Linked DNA regions of Mus musculus: region 2 is linked to region 1. The links are chromatin contacts, called in public HiChIP or PLAC-seq maps. All regions are on one chromosome and are shown on one strand. Each heading gives the region's core, a stretch centred on a gene start, on an enhancer-like site or on the middle of the called end of the contact. The rest is flanking DNA. Distances are from core to core; before and after follow the strand shown.

The links. HiChIP or PLAC-seq counts read pairs in DNA pulled down with a chosen protein or histone mark.
Region 2: an H3K4me3 HiChIP or PLAC-seq map of embryonic stem cells shows a contact between it and region 1, with 24 read pairs. The contact joins two enhancer-like sites. A contact is called at or near these places in 2 of 484 Hi-C or Micro-C datasets (conventional dendritic cells and uterus), 3 of 115 datasets of contacts at active chromatin or transcription factors (embryonic stem cells, forebrain and neural tube) and 1 of 9 other capture datasets (pancreatic islet).

What each region holds. Positions count from the first base shown.
Region 1 is chr7:29,038,115-29,043,062 of GRCm38.p6, forward strand. Ryr1 (ryanodine receptor 1, skeletal muscle) reads right to left here. Exons shown (of 106, transcript NM_009109.2): 85 at 2,691-2,779; 86 at 2,467-2,595; 87 at 2,274-2,378; 88 at 233-314. Among named protein-coding and RNA genes, the nearest start is that of Gm38979, 11 kb to the left of the region's middle. Within about 2 kb of position 2,342, at least 117 of the 459 cell types and tissues checked have an H3K27ac peak or open chromatin away from gene starts, as enhancers often do. A contact at or near this core is called in embryonic stem cells, where this site is marked.
Region 2 is chr7:29,317,131-29,322,078 of GRCm38.p6, forward strand. Sipa1l3 (signal-induced proliferation-associated 1 like 3) reads right to left here. Exons shown (of 23, transcript NM_001081028.1): 23 at 3,248-4,948. It overlaps Dpf1 (D4, zinc and double PHD fingers family 1), which reads left to right. Exons shown (of 12, transcript NM_001368371.1): 12 at 1-456. Among named protein-coding and RNA genes, the nearest start is that of Dpf1, 12 kb to the left of the region's middle. Within about 2 kb of position 3,026, at least 41 of the 459 cell types and tissues checked have an H3K27ac peak or open chromatin away from gene starts, as enhancers often do. A contact at or near this core is called in embryonic stem cells, where this site is marked.

The sequences.
Region 1 (4,948 bases), core at 1,092-3,591:
AATAAATCTTAAGTTCACAGATAAAAGTCTTCAGGCAACTCATCTTATTACAACGTCTGTGTGGAATCAATAAATTAGCATTCATATAGTCAGAAGATGTCTGTTGACTCTTGCATGGCAACCTCTTCATCACCGTTGTCCCTAGCATAATGTCAGATGGGGCTCAGTGGTAGCCCCATTCTTGGGTTTGCCTGCACCCCACCCCGGTCCCTACCCCGCCTCCAGTGCTCACCTTCCAGGAGGGACAGCAGCATCACCACCATGTCCTTCTGTAGGTCCAGCAGCTCCTTCAGCAGCTCTATCTGGCTGGAGTCCTGTAGGGCATACAGAGATGTGAGAGGCTGCCCCCTGCAGCATGCCTTCCATTGGTTTCCGGCTCCCTCACCTATCCAGTGGGGCCTAAGTCCTCTTCCTCCTTTCTCTTACCTCTGAGGGAACCCGCGTCCAAACATGTTCCTCGGAAAGCAGAGGAAGGGCAGAGAGACAAGATTGTGGGGTGGGGTTGGCACCCAGGGGCAAATGTGTGTGGGGTATGAGGCTGGCAGATCAGGAAGCCGTGAGTCTTGGAGAGCAGACATTCAGGACGGAGCAAGACAGACAGACAGACAGACAGGGACAGATACTGTGGACAGAGACTCAAATCTTAGGAGGATAACATTCCAGCCTGGTGCCTGGTCTATGGGGCGGTTGGCCATGCCAGAGCTAACTGTGATGGGTGGGTGGGACCGTGAGGAGGTGCAAGAGGAAAGGCTGCAGGTGAGGTGGACAGCTGTGCAAGTTCTGGTATGCCATTTGGGGGAGCCTAAGAACATAGTACATGCCTGACCGCAGTGTCCAATGTGGGAGCTCACAGAAACCTCTGTCAAAGTCCCCCGTGGTGGCATCTGTACTATACTGAGTCACATGCACATGCCATTCATGACTTACACATGAGCTGTGCTACCTGGTTGCACTGTGAGCCGCTCATTCTGACCCTAATGCAACCCATGGTTTCAAAGTTTGGTATTCTGACCCAAGGCCTCAACAAACTAGGAAGCAAGTATCTCTAGGTTAAGTGGGCCTGGGCTCTGTGCCTTCCCACGAGCCTGTCTTAGATGTCACAGTTGAGGGGGTGAGTTATAATTCTTTCAGAGCTCATGGGGCTAACTCATGGCTCTAGGAATGAATACATCAGTGGGTCTGGCCAACCTTTCTTCCCTAGGGCTGAGACCACTGGCAAGCACATGACCCAAGATAGCAGTTAGAGAATCTTGGATCTTTTATTTAAAACTTTTAGGAAAGACCTGTTTCACACAGCCTGGAGCTGCTAGTGTGGTGAAGAGAAGCCTAGCACCATTTTTTCTCAGGCCCTAACTAAATGATTCTAGGCAGGTGTTCTACGACTGAGTCACACTTCCAGCTCCTTGTATTGAATATCCCTTATCACGTGTGTCTGGAGTACGGCTGATGAATTATCATAATACTTGAAAGTGTGTTTCCACCAATATTTAAAGTTTACAGCAACATCACACGGCCAACTGTACTGAGAAACTGAAAAATTTCAGTTCAATTCCTTTCATAGTCAGATGGCACTCTGGACAAATTAGGAGGTCTCTGCTTTCTTAAGACACTGCTTTGTGGGAAATTATATGGAATACTTGTCTGCCACCTGCCGGACAGTTATTGTACTGCACCAATATATTTGCAATGGTTAGGTTGTGTCTAGCGCCACGTGGTTGCCCGCGGAGCACAAACTCGCATAACTGTACATGGAAGCTTTGACTAAGGCGACCAAGCAGAAGCACAAAATGGATGAGGTGTGCGCGAGGCATTCACGAAGCTGTAGAGGAGCAAGGCAAGTATTCTGGGAGCAGGATCCTTACATCATGGGTACTTGGCACGGGAGTCTTCTGCCGCAGGCAGGGTAAAAGAAGGAACGCTTCAGCCCCAGGTCCTAACCTAGCAACATAGTCCCATCCTATTCCCCAGAGCTGGAAGAATCTGGGATGACCTCATTAGAAGGAAAATGGTATGAACCTGTCCTAGAAGAGTTCTGGACGGGAGGGATGGGCTCCAAAGTCAAACCGGTGGAAGTATAGGTGGGAAATGAGCAGTTTAGTGGGAAAGAGGAAAAAGCATGCAGACGACCAATTCAGAAGGGGTTTGGGCCATAGGGAGCGAACCTGTCTGGAGCATGCGCAGAGCACTAGGGGACCGACCAGTGGGACAGGGGCCGATCAGGGGATTCTAGGGGATGGCTGGAGGGAAAGAGCTGTTCTCAGACGAACTCAAACCTGAGCCAGCTTCATCATCATGTGCGCGAACACGTGCAGGAAGCCCACCACGGCATCCCAGAGGCGACTGTGCGCCAGACTCTGCTGGTTTCCGGTGCAGGGTCCCTGGGGAACAAAGGGTGGCCTGAAGCCTCAGCAGGAGCGCTGGATGCCGGCAGCTCCGCCTCCGCAGGTCCCCGAGTGCGGACCCTACCTGGATGTACTCGGTGAGGCTGTTGAACACTTGTTTAGCTACCGACATGGCTTTGGAGAAGTTTCTCTTTCCCTGTTCCTCGATGACATCCTTGCCCGAGTAATACCAGTAGAAGTCACTGATGGATTCCTGTGGGTCCGGGAGGGCATGAAGGATGCTGGAGCCATGCGAGGTCCCTCGGGCCCCTGGCTCAGGTCCCATGGGGCTGGGCCACCCTTCCTCACCTGCAGCCGCAGGAGGTAGTCCACTGTGCAGATAATGATATTGATGGTGGTCGTGTTCCCAGTCTGTGTCCGTAGGTAGTTTTGGAAATCTGAGGAAATGAAACATGTATTCATTCAGTGAGCGCCTGTGTCTGGGGAGACAATGGTGTCTGCTCATTTAGGGTTAGGATCAGGGTTCATATTTCATGCCTACTGTGTGCCGGAAGTCATGAAATTACCTTTGGAAGTATGAAGTATGTGTGCCACACAGGGATGGAGGGTCACTTAGATATTTGACATTTATCTAAAGACACTGCGGAGGTTCTCCGTGCAGCAAATGCAGTGGGGATTCAGCCCCCCACTTCTCTTTCCTATTCTCTCTCTCTCTCTCTCTCTCTCTCTCTCTCTCTCTCTCTCTCTCCTCTCTCTCTTTCTTTGTAAATTTTAAAAGATTACTTTATGGGCCTGGAGAGATGACTCAGTGGTTAAGAGCATTGGCTGCTCCTGCACAGGTCCTGGGTTCAATTTCCAGCACCCATATAGTGGCTCACAACCATCTGTAACTCCAGTCCCCGGTGATCTGACGCCCTCTTCTGGTCTCCTCGAGAACTGCATGCACACAGGGCCCATACATACTCGATACCCATACACACGAAAAAAAATTTTTTTTTCATTTATTTAGGTATGGGTATGATAGTCCCTGTCATTAATTTCAGCACTAGGAAGACAGTCAGGTAGATCTTTGTGAGTCTGAAGCTAGCCTAGTGTATTGGGCAAGTTCCAGGCCATTCAAGGCTACAGTGAATCCTGTAAATTTTTTCATTTGTTTATTCCTGAGGTGAAGCAGGGGAGGGCTAATACATGCTGGATGCTAATAAGGCTAGAAGTCAGCTCTCTCCATCCACCAAGTGCGTCCTGAGAAGGAGTTCAGGTCACGAGACCTGGCATCAAGTCCTTTATCCACTGAGCTGTTTAACCAGCTTCTCTTTCTGTTTCTCTGAGACAGTCTGGAGAGTGCCTCAGGCTAGCCTTAAACCCTCTTACCTCAGACTCTCACCTACCAGAATTACAACTGTGCTACCCTCACACCCAGCTTCAATTGTTTTTATTTATATTAAATAATTAATTAGTTTAGTGTTTTTTTTCAAGACAGGGTTTTTCTGTATAGCCTTGAGTGTCCTGGAATTAGCGCTATAGACCAAACTGGCTTTGAATCCAGCGATCCATCTGCTGCTGCCTCCTGAGTGCTGGGATTAAAAGCATGTGTCACCATTCCCAGCTTCTAATTGCTTTTTAATTAAGTTTTCCTGAACAAATATTTAATAGATAGAGATAAAATCCTCCATTTCTTTGTCCTTGTTCTCTTCTTTTGTTTTGTTTTATTTTGCTTTGTCTTGCTCTTTGAGACAGGCTATCATGTAGCCCAGGCTAGCCTTGAATTTAGTATGTAGCTGAAGAGACTGGCAGATCCTTGGTTCAGCAGGTCTAAGTGGTAAAGGTGTGTATATATGGCAGGGGACACTTCTTGTTCAGTGAGAAATCCTGTTTCAAGACTATAAGGCAGAGAGTAACAACAGAAGACACTTGATGCATGACAGTCACACGCATCACAGTCACACGCATCACAGTCACACACATCACAGTCACACACATCACAGTCACACGCATCACAGTCACACACATCACAGTCACACACATCACAGTCACACGCATCACAGTCACACGCATCACAGTCACACGCATCACAGTCACACGCATCACAGTCACACAGATCACACAGTCACACAGATCACAGTCACACGCATCACAGTCACACGCATCACAGTCACACGCATCACAGTCACACGCATCACAGTCACACGCATCACAGTCACACGCATCACAGTCACACGCATCACAGTCACACGCATCACAGTCACACAGTCACACACATCACACAGTCATACACACATTACAGTCACACACATCACACAGTCATACACACATTACAGTCACACAGATCACACAGTCACACACATCACACAGTCATACACACATCACAGGCACACACACACAGATCACACAGTCACACACATTACACAATCAGACAGTCAGACACAAACACACATCACACAGTGTCATAGATACACAGAAACCTCTCACAGACACACACACAAAGGCAGGCAGACAGACAGACAGACAGACAGACAGACACACACACACACACACACTTTCCCTCTGGGTGGTTTGTGGCTTTCTATGTACTGTGAACATTGTAAACACCACCTTGTGGCACTCGC
Region 2 (4,948 bases), core at 1,776-4,275, 280 kb after region 1:
GAGAGCCCCGCCCTGCGCCCGCGTGGTGCCTGCCTGCCAGGCCTGGGGCGTGCAGCCGGGGAGGCGGGTGGGGTGAGGCAGGCAGGCAGCCAGCCCCCTGCAGTGAGAAGCACAGATTGCAATGGACTCAGTTTTTTTTTTTTTTTTTTTTTTTTTTCCTTTCTCCCTTCCCACCCCTTTCCTTCCCTACCCAGCCAGGCTGGGCTGCCTCCTGCCCCCCTCGCTAGCCATTTGGGGGTGGCAAGGGGGTGTGGTTGTTTCTCGTGGTTGTGTGTGTTTGTTGTTCGGGTTTTTAAAAGGGGAAATTGAGACTGCAAGTGGGGGAGGTGGAGGGTCTGGGGGAGTCTGCCCCCAATCCAGGAGTACCCCCCTTGCCACCAAGTCTCCTTTATTGCCTGCCTCTGCTGTGAATTAACTTGTTCTGTGTATTAAACTGGGCCTGACCCCTCTGCCCACAACTGCTTCCATCTCTAACCTCTTTTGGGGTGTCACCAACATGGGAAGCCAAGGGGCCTCACTGGGGTAGAAGCCACTGTGGCTGGCCCCCACCTCTTTGCCCCTACACCATGCCTCCCTGTGGCTTTGTCCCAGCTCCTCCCTGTCTTGCTGGAGAGAAGAGGGGGATGGGGTGGAGGGGCTCCCACCCAGCCAGCTGTGGTTGCCATAGCAACGGGCTGCTGCAGCTGCAGCGGGAGGCAGCTCAAAGAGGGAGGTGGGAGTGAAGACTGGGGGGAAGGGAGGGCTGGAGAGACCAGAAGGCAGCCCCCTCCCTGGCTAGGGTTTGGGAGATAGCACCTCAGCATGGCTGGCTGTCACTTGGGATTCCCTGACCTGGGTGTGGTTAAAAGTGGAGGACAGGAGGACATCTCAAAACACAGGGATTCAAGGAGACAGGCAGGGTGGGGTGGGGGTGGGTGGGGGTGGAGAACCAGGGCAATGGTCAGGAAGGAAGATGGTTCTGAGGCCACAAATGTACTGAATGGAAAAAAAGGACAAAGCTGGAGAGATACACAGATGAAGAGAGAGTCCCAGGAATTCCGAGGGAAGAGGACAGGGACCAGGGACGGGGTGGAGGACTAGTCCAGTAAATAATAGTTTAAAACAAGAAAAAGGAAAAAAAAAAAAAAAAAAAGCCAGGCTTTGGCAAGACCAGGGGAGGGAGAAGTGGACAGCTGTTTGGAGAGACAAGCAGAAAATGTACAAAGTCAGAGGGAGAAAATGAGATAAGGGGACAGGCAAAGCCCCCAGACAAAAGACACGGGAATGAGCGAGACTTTTGGTTGGAAGGCAATAAAGAATGTAAGGGACCGCCATCCAGGATGGTAACACACTATGTGGCTCAGAACTCCAACACTGGAGGCTGAGGCAGGAGGGACGGGGAGTTAGTTACACGTCATCCTGGGCTATAGCATGAGCCTTCTCTTTAGAAAGGGGTGTGGGGGTGCGAACAGACAACAGAAATCTGGAGAGTGCCAGGCAGATGAGGCCAAAGAGATAGGCAGACTGAGGAGAGGTGGGGGAGGGGCATGAAAAACTGGGGCAAGAAAGGGAAGGGACTACGGGGCGCAGTGCAGGCGCCTTCAGGGCTTGGCGTGCGTGTGCGGGTGCGCGTGTGAATTGTGGGGTGTTGGGAGATGGTGGTATGTCTCCCAGGCCAGGAGAGGATGTGAGAACAGTTTGTTCCCGGGTTCCCTCCCCCACTTGGCCCAGGTTGATGGGGGGAGGGCTGGGCTGGATGGGGCCCTGAGGAGGGTGGCGAGTGAGGATGTCTAAGTAGCTGGAAGCCCTTGCAAGGGCTGATTCTCCACTGGATATAGGCAAACACCTTTCGGAAGATATTTGGCGGTGGGGGGTGCGGGTAGGGTGCGAAGGAGGATCAGAGTTCAGCTCAGACCTGAAGAACACAACGACCGCTGATGGGATGGGGTCAGTCCTGTCCAGAGAGGCTGACTTCCCACAGGAGGTGAGTCTTCAGGATCTTCTTGGAACTCCTGAGTCCAAAGTCAGTTTGCCTGGTGCCTCGCCCACCCGCAGATGTCCACAGTTCGGCGAGACACAGACCCAGGACCCCAAGCTTCAAGCCGCCCCCTCTTGTCCTGTCTGGAGGGCCATAGAAATCCTGGTTTTGGCCGAGGCTTCAGGTCCGAGACACTTCCTTTAGCTAGATGACTCTTCCTTTACCTCTGGTCCCCAGGGACCCCTGGGCAGCTCTCCACTGCAATCCATTCCCTGCACTGTTGGCAGAGGGAGGTCCACGGCATGGTGGGACCCAGTGGAGGGATGAGTAGGTGGGGCTGGGCACACAAATGAAGCGGGGGATGGAGAGGGGCGTGGTTTGGGGCCGGGTGGAGGCTTCATACAAATCCCACCAGCATGGCAAGTACTTACTTTACCTGCAATCACCCGTGGTTTTGTTTTGAGACAGACTTCTTTTGTGTAGCCCTAGCTGCCCCCGAACTATGTAGACCAGGATGGCCTCAAACTCACAGATCCACCTCCCTCTGCTGGGGTTAAAGGCGCATGCTATCTTAACTTTGCCTGGCTTTTGTTGTTGTTGTTTTTTAAATATGCCAGAAGAGGGCACTGGGTCTCTTGGGTGTGCTGTCAGGCAACTGTGAGCGGTGAGGACCTGGGGGTCCTCTGGAAGAGCAGCCGGTGCTCTTAACCACAAAGCCACTTCTGGCCCAAAAGTTTTTCTTTTTTCTTCTTCTTTTTTTTAAAAAGGGCTTCATTACCACTTATCTTGCAGTCAGCACAAGGTGGCCTCAAACTTGCTATGTAGCTAAGGAAGACCTTGCACTCCTGACACCCGTTCACCTCTGAGATTCCCGATGTGTACAAACACAACTGGCCTTGAACTCTCGGCGATCCTCCTGCCTCAGAGCGCTGGGATTACAAGTGTGAACCATCACACCTGGCGAAAGGGGCCCATCCCCCATTCCCTTTGAAGACAGGTTCACAGTGCAGCCCTAACTCTCCTAGAACTTACTTCCAACAAGCTGGCCTAGAACACAGAGCTCCTCCCACCTTGCCTCCTGAGCGCTGGGATTAAGGGCTCGGGTTACCATGCTCGCCTTGCAGACCTAGCTTGTTTTAACTTCAGCACATTTTACATCCTGATGGTCAGGTGCCTAGGAAAGCGGCTGGCTGGTAAATGTATGCTGTGCAGCAGGAGTGTGATATGAGCTTAGGAGGAGGGAGCCAGCACTGGCTTCCAGGCAGCTGCAGGAGAACACACCAGCCATTTCTATGAAACGTTTATTTCCTTTGAAACCTCCTGAAACATGCCAGAAATCTCAAGACAGGGATGGGAAGAGGGGGAGGAAAAGACAATAAAGAATGATTAAAACAAAAATCCAAATGGAATAAATCAACCTGGAAAAAAAAGCCTGCTATCTCCAGTCATTACACAGAGTATCAACCTCAAATTAAATAATTTTTTTTTGCAGGAATTCTTACAAAAATAATAGAACAAAAGCAAAAATTAAAATTTACAACTGTCAATGTACATGATTAGGTCCCCCAAATGATTCGAATGGTCTGAAGATATGAGAAGACACATTAAAGAAAGAAATGAAGGGAGGGGGTTGGGGGGAAGGGGGAAGGCTCCAGGTTGGGTTCTGAGAGGAGAGGAAGGGGGAGGGGCTGGAGAACCCTTTAGAAAGGTGATCAGGAGACAGACATCACAGTAGCTGGCCAGGGTTCAGGACACTGGGTGGTCTGGTTTGCCACCATCATTCCATGGTGAGTGGAGGGCATGGCAGGCTGCTCCCTCACAACCAGGGGTTCCCCGGGGGTCAGAGGCAGGTCACAGGGAGCTCTGGATACCCTTTCCTCAAGCCCTGCCCTTCAGCCTGGCCCATCGGGAGCAGAGTGCCTGTTGTGTGTGGTAGTGGGCCCAAAGAGAAGTGATGGGTCCTGGTCTGAGGGCTGGGCCATCTCGTTATGGCTCTGGGTCCAATCTACGCTGCCAACTGTGCCGCCTGCTGCCCCCACGTCCCTCTGAGTCCTCACATTGACCTCCAGCCCACAGGGTTTGGGGAAATCCACAGACTGTGGCCATTCAAACGTGTTCCGGCACAACTCTACATGAAAAAATAAATATATATATATATATATATATTCTTTTCTGTTTGTTTTTAAAGAAGGAAAAAAAGGGGGAGGGGGATTTGTGTTTCCTGGGTGAGCAGCGTGCCCCACTGAGCTGCCCCTTATTGCCTTTGGAGAATCTCTGGGGGCTGGGGGCTGCACTGTGAGTGCTCCCCAGGGAGCACAGTGAGCGTGGCTGGTGTCCACTGGGGGATGGAGTGTGGCCAGGGAGACTTGTAAAAGGAAAGACAACCATACAGGGGGTGAAGGCTCTGCCTCAGCCCTGTCCTCAGGTTCCTCAAAGCCGCTGGCGTAGGGGGCAATGGCCTAGTTGTCCTAGAGGAGGATCCCATGGCTGGCCAGATCAGTAGCTCCAAGGCAGAGGGGCCTGCGGCTGCTTGGAGAGAAGCTGATAAAAAAGATCATATAAACAGTCCTAGCTGTACAAATGGGGTTTCTCAAAGGAGTGGATCTGGGTGCTAATGGGTCCTGTCCATTCTGGGGCCCCAGGAAAATAATTTAAACTCTATGAAAGTGCTCCTGGCTGCTGTGTGGAAGGGGGACTCGGAGGGTGATGTCCATGCTACCTGGAGCCAGTTCACTGGGGATAGAGGAGCCCTGGACTGTCAGGGAGTGGGGGAAGAAAGGGCTCACTTCGTTCCATAGTTCTCATGCAGGGGCTCCTGGGCCCCTCCCACCGACACAGCTCCAGGCAGCTGGGTCCTAGGAATGGGCGCTCCTGTGGCCTGCAAGGCGGCAGGGAGCAGCTGAGAGGGGCCTGAGACTAGTGCCTGGCGTCCCCCGAGTCCCTAAAGGAAGGTTGCAGGGCAGTGGGTGCGGGGCTGTGGCTGGATGACCT